Linked DNA regions of Mus musculus: region 1 is linked to region 2. The links are chromatin contacts, called in public HiChIP or PLAC-seq maps. All regions are on one chromosome and are shown on one strand. The core of a region is the stretch at or near the end of the contact, and the rest is flanking DNA. Distances in the headings are between cores, read along the strand shown.

What was found. HiChIP or PLAC-seq counts read pairs in DNA pulled down with a chosen protein or histone mark.
Region 1: an HNF4G HiChIP or PLAC-seq map of pancreatic cancer cells shows a contact between it and region 2. The contact joins the enhancer-like site here to the promoter of C920006O11Rik in region 2. A contact is called at or near these places in 6 of 115 datasets of contacts at active chromatin or transcription factors (the SCID.adh cell line, acute myeloid leukemia, embryonic stem cells and 3 more) and 1 of 9 other capture datasets (liver).

What each region holds. Positions count from the first base shown.
Region 1 is chr9:78,215,274-78,218,582 of GRCm38.p6, reverse strand. No RefSeq gene overlaps it. Among named protein-coding and RNA genes, the nearest start is that of Gsta1, 14 kb to the left of the region's middle. Within about 2 kb of position 1,277, at least 10 of the 459 cell types and tissues checked have an H3K27ac peak or open chromatin away from gene starts, as enhancers often do. A contact at or near this core is called in pancreatic cancer cells, where this site is marked.
Region 2 is chr9:78,174,310-78,177,743 of GRCm38.p6, reverse strand. It overlaps C920006O11Rik (RIKEN cDNA C920006O11 gene), which reads right to left and starts at 1,830. Exons shown (of 4, transcript NR_040401.1): 1 at 1,709-1,830; 2 at 1,002-1,173; 3 at 651-745. Rn7sk (RNA, 7SK, nuclear) reads left to right here and starts at 2,111; the gene lies at 2,111-2,442.

The sequences.
Region 1 (3,309 bases), core at 28-2,527, 41 kb before region 2:
GCGGCGGTCCCTTTAACTTCAATAGCTGTTGGAATATAAACACCAGGGTAGTGTGGTGCATAGGATCTTAGTTACTAAGATTAGGTGTGGAGGGAAAGCATTCTGTGTAAAGCCATGGATCAGTGTTAGATCTACTCAGAAAAAAAGTGTGTGAAGTGACTGCGGAGGGAACGTTGTGAGAGTGTTGGGCTCCAGACACTTTAGCGATTATTACACTATAGAATGTTGTAGTTAAGAAATGAATAATAGGAAGGATTGGAGATGAGAAAGAAAGAAAAAGAGGTTTCGAACAAGAAAGAACTGTGGGTTGTGGACGGGGAGGAAAGGGGAATGTACTGTTTACTGAAGTGTTGCTGTGGCAATCGTGAACCACCTTCGTTTGTTCTCTTCTGAAAATGTCAGTTTTTTCCTCTGTCAAATTTAAAGGATGTCTTTTCTGTATATAAATATTTGTGATAGACAGGTATATACTTTTCAGGGCTTGAAATGTATCAGTTGCTTTCCTGAATGTTAGCACTCCTTTTGAGAGCTCTGATAGACTTGCTTTTGTAGATAAGTTTATGGTTTTCTTTTATGTAGCCTTTGTGTGTGTGTGAGTGTGTGTGTGTGTGTGTGTGCGCGCGCGCGCGTGCATGTGTGCTCACATATGTGTTTTTATGTGTGTTAGGATATGTAAATGTGTGGGTGCACATACCTGTGTGTATTCCTGCAGAGGCCAGAGGTGGATGTTAGGTGTACTGCTCTATCACTCTGAAAATATTTTAAATATCCACATTTTAAATTATTTACCTTATGTATTGGTGTGTGTGAGTGTGCACACATGCATGTGCTGTGGTGTTCATGTAGTGGTCAGAAGACAATTTTATGGGCTTTTTCTCTCCATCTTTACCTGGGTTCTGGGGCTCAAACCCAGGTCATTGGACTTGCATGGCAAGAACTTTCCCTTCTGATCTTAAATATGCATATGCTTCCCTACTGACGATAAATATATACAACAAAACATTTAATTTGGCATTTTCAAAGTTAGATGGTAAAAAGTCTCTTAGAAGAATACTCTAGCCATCTTCAGAGTCTGTGTACATTACCAGGGAATTAATTTCATTATAATTCAGTAGACGGAAAGGGAGAGTAAAGTTAACATTAATGGATGATCTATGAGTAATTAGGAATACAGAGCACAGAGATTACACAACTCTGAAATTCCTTAGTCATTGACTGAAGGTCGTGCTACAGTAGGATCTGAACTTTGATTGTACATACACGTTATCAAAATTGTCTTTCTATTAAGTAACTTTTCCCAGTTGCAAATATGGGGCTTCCAGAGGCCCAGCCAAGACAGGGACAAAGGTGGACATAAGTTTTGCTGGGACAACACAAATGAGGCCAAGAGATTAGATTATTTGCTGTGGCCCACACCTATTTTTATCATTCACTGTGATATCTAACAGTGACTCTCCCTTCTACAAACAACCTAGGCATAGCTAATAGAATCGCATTAGCAGAGAAGGGCATTAGAGTTCAGAGCAAAACGGAAACTTGACCATATTCAACTTCTTGAGTATTGGATTCCTTCTCCTGGCTTAAAGTCAGGGCTACTCTACCCTACTCTGGAGCCCTACTCGCTCTGTGTGCTGTTCTTAAAATACCTGTTCCATAGTTACCCAGCTAAACTAATTGACTAGCACAATTCCACATGGACATGGACAGAGGCATGCCCTGTCAGGTTGACAATATGAACCCCCACACAAAAGAATGTGCTTATAATTTTAGGCTAGTATTGCAAGTAACATTTTCACCTAGGAAAATGTACAATTAATAATAATTTTTCTGTTATTTTTATTAGCTATTTGCCTGAAACTCTTTTTTTTTTAACAGACTGTTCTCAGATGTATTTGGCAATCAGATATGAAACCATTTTTAGAAGATCATAAGCTTCCTGTATAGCACCACACTCTTTTTGTTGGATATACAGTAAATGTGGTCCATATGTTCTTTAATCCTCCAGCCAGTCTCCAAACCTCAACAATGGCTTGGCAAGACAGGCCCACTCACACCATAGTGGCAAGAAGAACATGAGAATGATCAACCACTTTCTTGGATTTAATTCCCATTCCACAAGGTGAAGCCTATCCCTGGTACCTTTACTGTGTCAAGAACTGGTGGGTAGACAGGTCACAGGCCCTAAGGGGGAAACCTACGACTCTGCTGCTGCTAAATGGACATAGTATTAAACTGATTCCTGGTACTTACACACAAATATAAGTATGGGTATGACTCTCAATTCTCATCAGAGGAGATTCTATTTGCTGTAGGTGGTAAATAACACAGGGGCTTCCAACTAGTCAAGATGCAAAGAACAAGAGACCACAGAACGCTCAGCCCCAAATGGAAGGTCTCCCCAAAGTTCAGGGATCATTGCAGAAGTGGGGCAGAAAGACTGTAATAGCCAGAGGCAGTGGTCAATCATAAAGAAATAGTGTTTCCTGAGCACAGCAGGGAAGCTGTATATATGAACTCACAATGGTTCTGGCAACATACACAAAACCTGTGCAAACTCAAGGCAGACAAAATCCCAGCAGAGAGAGGGAAAGTAGGCACAAAGTCACATACCCAGCTGAGTGACTATTGGCTATGGATGGCTACTGAGAGAGAACCAATTGTCTCCAAGAGTGTAACCTCTGGATAAGTTGACCACTGTGGTGATTTGAATAAGAATAGTCCTCGTAGGCGTATATGTTTGACTGCATGGTTTCTAGTTAGTGGAACTATTTGGGAAGGATCAAGAAGCGTAGCCTTGTTGCAGGTGGTGTGTCATGGGGGGGGGGGGGATTTGAAGTTTCAAAAGACTTGTGCCATTCCTAGTATCACTTTCTCTGCCTTGTGGTTGTGTCTCAAGATGTGAGCTCTCAGCTTCTGCTCTAGTGCCATGCCTACCTGCCTGCCTACTGCTATACTCCCCACCAGGATGGTCATGGACTCTAACCTTTTGAAACTGGAAGTCCCAAATTAAACACCTTCTTTGATAAGTTGCCTTGGTCATGGTGTTTTACCACAGCAATAGACGATTAACTAAGATAGCCACTATCCAGTACATACGTCCAACAATACAAGGGCCTGGAGAGATGGCAGAAGTTAAGAGCAGCCTTGTCCCAGCCTGCTAATGGCCATGGTCCCCTGCCATGGTCCTTACTTTGTATGACTCTCCTTCATATTGTTCCCATGGAGTTTTTACCATGTGTGAATGTCGTTGAGAAGAACTCTAATGTGTGCCAACCTCATGCTACCAGCCTCTGCTTTGGACTATTACTG
Region 2 (3,434 bases), core at 581-3,080:
AAACCAACACAAACAGTTCCCCCAATCACAAGGTAGAAATCGGGCATATCCAAGGCATAGGACTTTCTGTGAGATAAGGGACTAGACTCAAGAGCCAAGGACAAGGTGGGGGAGGCGGGAATTATTCCCAGAGAATCCTCATTGATGGTCTCAATAATTACGTCAAGGGGTTGAAACAAGGAAAAGGCTGAGAAACCATCCTAGCCTTGGGGAAACTGAGGAAACATGACTAGATACACTGTGGGATACTGGATTGGTAAGAGGACTTTAGTAGAAACACTGAAATCATAATTAAGTCTGCTGCCCATTTACTTGCACACCAGTAACACTTTTCTTCTCAGTTTATCATGGTTATGTAAGGCGTTAGCACCCGGGAGGACTGAGGGCTCTGAGGTTCAACTTTACAACATTTTTATAAATCTCAAGTTATTCATAGTGTAAAGTCTACAGACCTTGTTTAGAGCAGCACCGAGACACATTAGTAAAAACTCCGCATGAGACAGACTGCTTTGAGGATAAAGCCTTGCAGATTTTTTGGTGGGTGTGATAACCTTTACCCGTTGGAAATAAATACCAAATCGTGGCACTCCCATATGAAACTATGTTAGGAGGAAAGACTCCCACAAACCAAGAGGAGGCAGGAGACATACCAAGCACACCCTAAAGCTGCACACATCCGGGTAAGGGCTGCACACAGAGTTATGCAATGTTTTGTTTGCTTGTATCTGAAAATCTCCACAGGAAGCTGAAGAATAGAACAAAAGCAAAACTTGCACTCGCAGGCCAGGAAACAAGGCTTCCAACCGTGCAACGCAGGTACAGAAAATTCACCTAGAGGGTGTATAATCAATAAAACTGACAAAATTTACATTACTTCCCTTTGTCCTTATTACCTGTTATCCCTCGTAGAAACCAAGGGTAACTTAAAAGGGGTAATGAATCCCGTTAATTACATCTTAGTTCAAAGAAAAGTCCCTAACAGGAAGGATCTTATGGCTGACCCGGACCAGTAGTGATGCGAAGAGAAGGCGTATTGTCTGGCTAATTTGTGAAAATACGGTGGGCTGGGTACAGCTCCAGCGGCAGCTAATGCCCGTCTCACGAACTCCATGCGACCTCTACTGTTAGGACAGTGGAGCTTGTGCCTCGACGTCACGATGGCTTTCGGCCTTTCTGGAAAACAAACGAACCAAACTAAACCAAAAACCAAACAACAAACCGAACAAACAAAAAACCCGAACGCAGTACAGAGCGGTAAAGCAAAGTCCTATCTTCATCCCAATTTTCTGGACATAACTGAATGTTCAGGATTTGGGAGGAGTGTTTTATTATTGTTGTTGCGTTTTCCCTCGCGCATTAAAAAGATGCCACCATTTTAACACGTGAAAGAAAGGACAGAACCCTTAGCCTTGGTTTTCAGTGTGTCACTTTCACATTCCGATTCAGGGAAGCTGGGGGGCATTCGTTGTAAAGGTATTAGCCTAGCAGTGCACATTATAAAGTTCTTGGACTTTGAGAAACTCAGGATTTTCCAAATTTAGCTACAAAGGGCACGGGAAGCCAACGGAGGGCCGGGTGCATCACACTGTTCTAGGAATTAGCTTTTTACTCGCTTCGGTGTGTCACTTCGGCCACAGAGGGAGACAGACGATTACGGCCCACGGAAGGCCGCGTGAGTCTCGTGAAGCTGGAGATGCGCTGGGTCTACCTTTCGCCGTCCGCTCCGCCTTGGCAGAGGCGCCGACACGCACCGAAGGCAGAGAACCCATCTCGTATGGGACCGCACCGGACACGGGCGCCTGGGCCAGGAGCAGAGCCGGGCCGTAGAATAGACATGGCCGTCGGGGGCGGGGCTTCGGAAGGTTTAACCAATCCAAACTGTTGTATTTTGCATAGCCCCAAAGCATTTTGGTTAACAGTAAAAACATCCTAAATTTAAGTATTTTAATTTAAACTTAGAACGAAGCGAGTATAAAAAGGATTATTTAACCCTAAAACGGATTCAGGATTTGTTATAATATCAAGTACAGTCGGCTACATAAGGTCACCACATGTGTAAAGTTACAAAATTCTATGGCCTTATATACCTACCAAGAGCCTGCTTACTCTCGGATGTGAGGGCGATCTGGCTGCGACATCTGTCACCCCATTGATCGCCAGGGTTGATTCGGCTGATCTGGCTGGCTAGGCGGGTGTCCCCTTCCTCCCTCACCGCTCCATGTGCGTCCCTCCCGAAGCTGCGCGCTCGGTCGAAGAGGACGACCTTCCCCGAATAGAGGAGGACCGGTCTTCGGTCAAGGGTATACGAGTAGCTGCGCTCCCCTGCTAGAACCTCCAAACAAGCTCTCAAGGTCCATTGTAGGAGAACGTAGGGTAGTCAAGCTTCCAAGACTCCAGACACATCCAAATGAGGCGCTGCATGTGGCAGTCTGCCTTTCTTTTGTAGTTCCTGCAATTTAATTTTCGTTTAAAACTTTATTTTATTCTTTAACTTAAAAAAAATATATATTTTTATTTTTTTAATTGGGTATTTATTTCATTTACATTTCCAATGCTATCCTATCCCAAAAGTCCCCCACACGCTTTCCCACCCACTCCCACTTCTTGGCCCTGTCATTCCCCTGTACTGAGGCATATAAAGTTTGCACGACCAAAGGGCCTCTCTTTCCACTGATGGCCGACTATGCAGCTAGAGACAGGAAAAAAATTTTTTTTTAATTAAAAATTTTTTAAATCTTTAAAAATTCTGTTATGTTAATAGATGTAAATAGAGATGTAAATATGTTTAAAAGGTGTGTGTGTGAGAGAGAGAGAGAGAATATGAGTTCAGGTGAAGGTTCCAAGCAGTCGTAACAAAGATTCTGTCTGGGAACAGTTCTACCCCACCTCTCTCTTTCTTCCTTCCTTCCTTCCTTCCTTCCTTCCTTCCTTCCTTCCTTCTTCCTTCCTCTCTCTCTCTCTCTCTCTCTCTCTTGTTTTAAACATTTATTTAGTTACTTGTTTGTTTGTTTCAGGTTTCCTCTGTGTGGCCCTAGCTGTTCAGGGACTTTCTCTGTAGACCAGGGTAGCATTGAATTTAGAGATCTGCCTGCCTCCCAAACTCTGGAAATAAGAGCATGAGCCTATTTACCAGTCCCTGCTTAAATTTATTTATTTAAAAAAATGTTATTAGGACAAATGCTATTACACTCGAAAAGGCAAACACCCAGGACAGGTAGGCTGTAACTTTAAGCTGCTGAAGGAGGAAAATGGAGAAGGTAATGAGCAAAGTCATCCCATTTAGTCTAGCACGGATAAGTGGCTTCATGGTGGGAGAGGGAACTTTAGAGAAAGAGTAAGAAGACCCAAAATGCTGGGGAAGCCCAAGCATTATGGAAGCATGCTTAGATTAGAAAAGAGAGAAGAAATCACACTTTTCTGTATAATTTAGAAAA